Regions from separate parts of the Mus musculus genome. Here region 1 is linked to region 2. The links are chromatin contacts, called in public Hi-C maps. All regions are on one chromosome and are shown on one strand. The core of a region is the stretch at or near the end of the contact, and the rest is flanking DNA. Distances in the headings are between cores, read along the strand shown.

Region 1 (4,226 bases), core at 214-2,713, 95 kb after region 2:
CTCTAATAATAATAATAATAATAATAATAATAATAATAATAACAACAGTAACAACAACGATAACAGCGAACAACAACAATGTAAAACAACAAACAAACAAAACAAAAAACCCCATTCATCTTAGTAGGGAAAGTTTTGATAAATTGACTTATAGTTTTACTACACTATCATAAGAATTATGTAAAAACAATGTTTAGTTCCAGTCTAACCCTAACTTTAATATCATGGTTCTCAATCAGGGTTTTTTGTTTGTTTGCATTTTCATTTTCATGGCAATATCTGAAGACACACTTGTCATGACCAGGCACATGCTGGCCTCTAGTGGTTTATAGTGATTGATTGTATGGTTCTTCCTCTCTCAGGACAGCAAACAGCCCTCACAACAAAGCCTTCTCCAGACAGAATGCCAGTGTGTGAGGATAGGAGACACTGACTTCAGTCCTGATCTGACTGGGCACATGTTTGTAGCTATCCAGCACATCCCTAGGACAAACTCATTTTATGACATACACTGTACGTTTACTAATAATGTGCTCCTTGCTCTGAGCTGGGCACGCAATTCGTGACTTTCCTATAGTTCTGGCTTGCTTTCTTAAAAATGTGGCTTAAATGTAGGAGGCCTGATGTCAGCAGCAGATCTATTTGGTTTTGCCTAAAAAGTTGACACTAATCAGGGTTCTTGGTATTACAAAGAGACTAAAGAATATTTGAATCAGAAGGTTTTAGCTAGTTGCTTTTCTGCACATTCCCCGGAGATGACAGCATTTTATGGGATAGAAGAGGGTCTCCTTCCTTATCTCTAGAAGCCAGTACTTAGGATGCTAATGAGTTTAGTAGGAACTGAATTCTAAAATGGGATTCTAGGAGTCAAGTGACTAAGAAAGGAAAGCCAGAGTACCAATGCAACAATGGGCCCTGACAATGTCAATAGCTAGAGGGGTGTGGCACAACTTGACATTAAAATAAATAACTTCAAAGCTTCATTTGATGTCAGGAAAACACGTGCAATGCCGGGTTGCTTCAAAGGCGGCTCCTAGCTCTGCCTTCTCTTCCTTTAGAGCTCGATGTGTATCAGATCACATAACTGTGTCTGCGCCTGCATCTCCAGCTACCTACCACAGACTCCTTTAAAAATTATCTCAAAGGTGACAAAACGTGAGGAATAGAATATCTTGGGAATAGAAAGACTGTACGGGCAAGTATGTAAACAACTTCCTAACTATGGCTCTTCTGATGGACATTAACCAAGCTGAACTCAGGAGGGGCTTGAAGAGTCAGTCCAGCATCTAGCTGGAAACCTTCAGTCCTGAAAGCCCTTTTTGAGGCCACCATAGGTCACTCAATGTCTCCACCTGTTTCCTGTGAGATAAAATGAGTATCAGTTATCCGGCTGTAAGGAAGTAAGGATAAAGTGGTCACCAGTGGACTCCAGGGTACATGATAAACAGCCAGTTGCGCAGACATCCGTGTTTACGCTCTGACTGCCCCGCCCTCTTATGTGGGGCCTCTCCGGTCCCCTGTACTCCTCTGCAACCATGGGGATGACCGAAGATCGCTCGCTGACTGATAGAACTGTGTTCTTGGTCCTTACCAATGACAATGGCATATAAGTGTGATATCACGAGAGGCTTTTATTTTTTTAGAGTTAGGGAAGCAAAAGTTCCAGGGATGTGTCTGATGAGGAGGTCTTAGGACAGGGCCGTCCTTTGGAGACTTTAAACTGGAGACGAAGCATCAACAGACATTGCTAAGTAAGCCTGGGCTTTGTGCTGCTGGCAGGAGCTCCTTCCCATGTTGCTGATGACACAGAACCTTATTTTAACGAGTATTTAAATGTGAATAAAAAGCTTTTGGGGGTGAAGATTTACAGAACAGGTAGACCCCTTAGTCATTTATGTATTTATTTATGCATTTATGTATTTACGTATTTATTTACAATCCAGCTGTTGCTCCCCTACCTGGTCCCGTCCTCACACAGCTCCTTATTCCATCCCTCCCTCCCATCTCTGAGAGAGTGCTCCCCCACCACAAGGCCTCTCCCTTCCTTGAGCCTCAAGTCTCTCTAGGATTAGGCACATCTTCTCCTACTGAGGCCAGACCAGGCAGTCTTCTGCTAGATACGTGTCGGGGGCCTTGGAACAGCTTGTGTTTGCTGCCTACTTGGTGGCTTAGTGTCTGAAAGCTTCCAGAGGTCCAGGTTCATTCTTAAACATTATTCTAGAAGCGAACATTGGCTCAGCATCAGTATCCTAACTTAATTTAAGTATCACCTATCTAGGCATGCCTATTTGATTTTAACACCTTTTTTTCCCCCAGAAAGAGAACTGCCCGACATCTAAAGAAGCTTGAGTCTTTCTAGGGGATTAGAGAGATGGCTCAGTGATTGAGAGGGCTGCTTGCTTCCGCAAAAGATCTAAGTTCAGGTCCCAGCACCTATGTCAAGTGGCTCACAGCATTGGTAACTCCAGGTCCAGGGGGTCTAATACTCTCTCTGGCCTCTGAAGGCACTTGTATGCATGTGCACATGCACACACACACACAGACATACACACAAACACAATGCACATACATGCACACAAGCATTCATGTAAACACACAAATAATAATATTTTTAGAAATGGTTTTCTAACATTAGAAACAGGAATAAGGGCTTACATCTCTACTAGGACCGAGAAGTGAGAGGTTACAACGGTAGGACTCAGGCTGACTAAATGAAGAACAGTGACTCTCCATAGAAAGGCAACAGCTCCAGGAGAAAGGTCAACAACTCAGTCCTTGACCACTTCCTTCCTGGAGCCTTTCTGACCTATTCCAGCTCCGCCCACTCCCGATGTTCAGACTATTTCCTGTAAGATCTTATTGCAAGGCACTCTAGTCAGTGAGTCAGGCCCAAAGCCACCTCTGCTACTTACACACCTGGACCATTGGCAGCTGCCTGACTCTCTTTGTGTCTGACTCCTCATCTGCAAAGCAGAGATGATACCACACTATGAGGACTACCCGTGTTAACACATCCCAGAATGGCACACTCTACACCTTCATCAATAAGCATAGCTGTACTTTGGATGCTTTTGGAAGGCACTGATGTTCCAATATGCAAATCTTGATGTTAGTTGAAAGACTCCTCGAAAGCAGGGACAAACTTTATCCCCCCAGGAATAGCACAGTGTCTGACTCATCAAACGTATCCTAGAGGCTCAGACAGGACATCATTCATTTTTGTTCCTTTTTTTTTTTCTTTTCTTCGTTCCTTCCCTCCTCCTGTGGTGGTTTGAATAGGAATGACCTACATAGAATCACATGTCTGAGTGTTTAGCCATAAGGAGTGGCACTGTTTGGAGGTGTGGCCTTATCAGAGTAGGTGTGGCTTTTTTGGAGAAAGTGTGTCACTGTGGGGATGGGCTTTAAAGTCTATTTTGCTCAGCACCATGTCTGCCTGCACAACAACATGCTTCCCACCATGATGATAATGGACTAAATCTCTGAACTGTAAGCCAGCCCCAGTTAAATTTGTTTTTATTTATAAGGGTTGCTATGGCATTGCTTCACAGCAGTAGAAACCCTAACTAGGACACCTCCCTTCTTTTGTGCATGTGTGGTATATGTATGTGGTATATATATTTTTTTGTATGTACAGGTATGAATGCACTCTCTTGCATCAATGAGTGCGGAGAACAAGGACAATGTCAGATTCTTCCTCAAATACTTTTCTTATTAAAACAGAAGTTCACTTTCTAGGCTAGGCTGGCCATTTATCAAAGCCAAATGTCTTTGTGGCTATAGCAATCCTGTCCATGGTATTTCTGAACCTGTATTAGGAGGATGGCAAGTGTATTCATTAACTGTCAAAAGACAGCATGGGCTCATTTCATCAGTCAGGGTTCTGCCTATGGGCACAGACTCTGAACTAAAGATTCAAATCTATGGAAAATTAATGACTCTAAGGGGACACACAAAACATGATATTCTTTGATTCTATGGTCTATCTAAAATAGAATGGAGTGAAAAATTGGACATAATAGATTCAGACAATCCTTCCTAAGGGCTCTGTTCCAAATCCTTAGGTATTTTCCACTTTTTAAAAAGTGAGTGGAATAATTATAAGGGTGAAAAAATTCAGTGAATGTTCAACCTCAGGTCACTTGAGTGGCTTGAATTATCATCCTTCAAGCAGGTATCAGATTTTAATTAATTTTAAACCTACTTCTACAAAGGTCATTGGGACT
Region 2 (3,962 bases), core at 415-2,914:
TACTCTCACAGTCTGTATATATTTGTTGGAATCAGTTTTTTTTTAATATAGCCTTTGCAACTGAAATGTTGGTTAGGTTGCTAGAGGTTGTTCCTTTTCCTTTTCACTGTAATTTGTTAGAGAAAGTAGATTACTTGTTTTACAAATTCTGTAGTGTTCTGAACTTGTTAATTGGCCCCCTGCTAGAACCTTTAAAAGTTCTCTCTTGTATTGCTTATAAGTTAGTAGTTGATTCTAGAGATTCCTATCAGTTGAAGGTTTGTATGTTTCTTGGCAGGGATGGGGACTGCTAGTCACAGGTTTGTGGGTTTATGTTAGGGGAATGTGGCCAGGAGACTTATAACTTAGGGCTTAAGAGACAGTTAAGTTTTAAAACTTTTAACATTTATTTCATGCGTGTTTGTGTTTTGGTTCCATGTATGATTGTTGCCACTTGTATGTCTGATGCCTATGGATTTCTGAAGAGGGTGGTGGGTATGCACCATGTGCATAATATAGTTGAACCTGTGTCCTGGGCAAGAGAGCTATGTGTCTGTTTCCTTTTGACTTTGTAAAGGAAGGTAGAACAGTGGGTCTTGAGTCAAGGCCAGCTTTATCTACATGGCAAGTTCCAGGTCAGTTAAAGCTACATGTTCAGATCCCGAGGAGGGTTAGAAATTTGCAAGTTTCACTTGTTGAAGTCTATATCAGGTTTCTTTTTCCTGTGTTAGCTGATCTACAAAAATCTCCCAAATGAGAACATTTCCCCTTCTCCTTTAGGTAGCCTATATAGCAGAGTTCTTCTTTGACCAAACAAGGAAATGAGGTTATCACCTTTTCCCTCCTTTTTATTATTTATTTTTAGTGTACTAGTATGCTGCCTACATGATGTCTGTGTACCATGTGTACAGTACCTGCAGAGGCCCTAAGAGGGTGTTGAACTCTCTAGTCAGGAGTTACAGAAAGTCATGAACCACTGTGTTGGTGCTAGGAACTGAATCTGGGTCTTCACAAGAGCAACAAGTGCTCTCAACTCCTTGAGCTATCTTTCCAGCTCTATGCATTTATTATGGATTTATGATAATATTTTGGTTTTATTTCCATTTTCAAAATGCTTTTGAATTATTTTATTATTGTATTTAAAGTTTAGAGAGGCCTAGAATTTTGATCTTAGGTTTTTGTCATAGTTGTAGTTACCAATGAATTTTAAATGGATTGTAAAAGAATGTAAACATCTTCAGGTTTTTTGTGTGTTTGTGTGCATATAATTTTCTCCAGTTTTATGTGCCTCTGGTGTGATATATTTATGAATGTTAGATAAACCAGAAAGCTAGACATGGTAGTACACACCTTGAGAAGCTAAGACATGAATGAGTTCGTGAGGGAGGGAGAGATCAACACAGGCTACATAATGAGATCCTGTTTCTTAAAGCTAAAAGCAAAAGCAAAACAAACAAACAAAAAGAAAAAAGTATTTTGTTAGTGTGATACAAAGGTCTTTGTATCATTATTTTAGGTATTTAAATTACTCTTCAGATTCACCAAGCTCATTGTCATTTTAAAGTGACATATTGGGCTGGGGAAGTGACTGAATAAAGTGCTTGCTGTGTAAGCATCACGACCTAGTTGAGTCAGCACACAAGTGAAAGTTGGGGACAGAGGTGTGTATGGACTCCAGCACTGCGGCAGAGACTGGAGATTGGTGTGAGTCAGACCCACCTGTGGAAACAGGAAGCTCAGGCTCAGTGAAGAGCCCTGCCTCAAAAGAGAGGAGGAAGAGAGCAGCCAGGGAATACACTTGAGTCAGCTTCTGCCCTCTGTTGATCTATACACAAGTAGATACAATTAAAAATTTAAAAATTGGGGCTAGCCTGGTCTACAGAGCAAGTTCCAGGACAGGCAAGGCTACACAGAGAAACTCTGTCGCAAAGAGACAGAGCAGAGCAGAGCGAGAGTGAGAGCGAGAGAATATATGAGAATATTTGTGGATGACATCCACAGTTTTGTTTACTAAGAGGAATATATTTAGGGCTCTGAATTAGCTTTCTTTTGTTACTAGAGTCTTTTAGAATAGTGTTGTAACTGTGACAATTCAAGGATACTATGAATAGATTATCCCTTTACAAAAACTTTGGGAGATTTCTGGGTATTTAGTATATATTACTAATTGGGCTAATACTGGTAGCATTTAAATGAATTCTTTCTAAAGTGAGTTGTACTGCATTGACATTTTCATGAAATTCTTAAATTCATTTGTCATGTCTTTTCAGTTGTAGTTTTCATATTCATTAACATATGTTGTCCTTGCCATTTACAGCTCAGAATTCTGCAAATGCAGATTTTGCAAACTTTGATGCATTTGGACAGTCTAGTGGTTCGAGTAATTTTGGAGGTTTCCCCACAGCAAGTCACTCTTCTTTTCAGCCCCAGACTACAGGTAGAGCCTCTCCAGCCTTGTGCTTAAATGTTTACTTTCAAAAACTAAATTTTCCAAGTGTAGTTTTGAAAAACTAAATTCTTTCATGACCTAATTTTAAAGTAGCTCTATCTTACAACGCTCTGGGGAAACCTGAAGTCTGTTTCTCTGAACTCTGTCTGCTGTGCGTTACCTCCTGTCCTCCTTTTCCTGCACATGCTCTCCTGCGAGTCTCCATCCGCCGAGGTTGGAAACACCACACGTTGTTAGTACATGAGACACCGTGACTAAGGCTCATGCTGTGTCTTAGGCTAAGGGAAGCTAGTTGGTGGCTTCCATAGAAATAGAAATGTTATTTTATGGGTCAGCAAATTGTTGTATTTGTTTAGTCAAGTATAAATTATTAATGGCCGCTTTAAATGTGGAAGTAGTTCTGTGCAGGAATTGGTTTCAAACATTGAAAATTCTTCTGTAAAAGTGTACTGTTTTCAGAAATCTGTTGAAACCTTATTTAGCTTTTTGGCTGACTATTTTTCTTTTAACTTTTAACTCTGTATGTGTTGTCTTAAAAGGCTTTTCTTTCAATTTTCTTCTCCCCCTTCCTTAACCTTCATCTTTTACATAATTTCTGGCTGTCCAGCATTTAGCGTACTTTCATCTAGCTGCAGTTTTGGTGAATTTACTTCAGCCTTTCCTCTCCAGGCTGCCCACAGTAAGTTCTATTGTCCAGTAGGCATCTTTTATTCATCTATATGTTTTTTGTGTTATTTCATGTTTTTTAGTTATAGATCATCATCCTTTTTAATGATTAGCCTTCATACATTACCTTGATTCTCCCTTCTCTTATTAAACTCAAGAGTTAAAGCTATATCCAAGTTATCAGTGAAAGTTATTTGGCTTAATAATTTCAAATGAAAATTTTCATAAAAATCTTAGAAATTTAGTATTAGTTTATTTGCTAGCTACTCATACCAGATCACTGTCTTTTAACATACATATCTATTTATGTTAGTTTTAGTTGATTTTTCTTTGAAAATTAATTTTGAAAATGGAGGCTTAATGTGCTAACCAGGTTGATGTTGAACTGAGAGTCTTCCTGCCTCAGACTTCTGAATAAGTCAGATTATAGGCATGTGTCACCATGCCCAAGTTTTTTAGTTTTCATTGAAACACCCAGAGTTTAATCCTTGAAAAAAATTCATCAGTTTATATTTTTTTAGACTGTCAAAGAATTGATTGATGGAAGGTATTTTAATGATCTGTTCTGCCTTTAAAAAAAAAACAAAAACAAAACTTTGAACTTTGCTTTCACCTTAGCATGTATGATATGATTTTGACAGTTTAGGAAAAAAGAACTAGTACCTATGTAGGATTCAAAGCATGGAGTAGAGTACACGGCCTGTAGTCTTTGGTGAGGACACCAGAAGTCTTGGGTGGAGATCATATTTTACAGATTTAGTAGGCCATGTGCCTACTACAGCTAGGTGAATTGTGCTTTATGAAGGCAACAATCACTGTCAGGTACTTTAATTTTGTACTTGGAACTACATGGTGGGACTTAGTTTTA

Evidence for each region. A called contact is a pair of places that touch in the nucleus more often than the background predicts.
Region 1: a Hi-C map of Th1 cells shows a contact between it and region 2, with 3 times the contacts expected there. The contact joins two enhancer-like sites. A contact is called at or near these places in 7 of 484 Hi-C or Micro-C datasets (the AML12 cell line, Th1 cells, bone marrow-derived macrophages and 4 more) and 4 of 115 datasets of contacts at active chromatin or transcription factors (CD8 T cells, embryonic stem cells, neural progenitor cells and 1 more).

The regions. Positions count from the first base shown.
Region 1 is chr1:82,973,123-82,977,348 of GRCm38.p6, forward strand. No RefSeq gene overlaps it. Among named protein-coding and RNA genes, the nearest start is that of Slc19a3, 63 kb to the right of the region's middle. Within about 2 kb of position 1,464, at least 41 of the 459 cell types and tissues checked have an H3K27ac peak or open chromatin away from gene starts, as enhancers often do. A contact at or near this core is called in Th1 cells and regulatory T cells, where this site is marked.
Region 2 is chr1:82,877,712-82,881,673 of GRCm38.p6, forward strand. It overlaps Agfg1 (ArfGAP with FG repeats 1), which reads left to right. Exons shown (of 13, transcript NM_001368850.1): 6 at 2,297-2,416. Among named protein-coding and RNA genes, the nearest start is that of Agfg1, 40 kb to the left of the region's middle. Within about 2 kb of position 1,665, at least 24 of the 459 cell types and tissues checked have an H3K27ac peak or open chromatin away from gene starts, as enhancers often do. A contact at or near this core is called in Th1 cells and regulatory T cells, where this site is marked.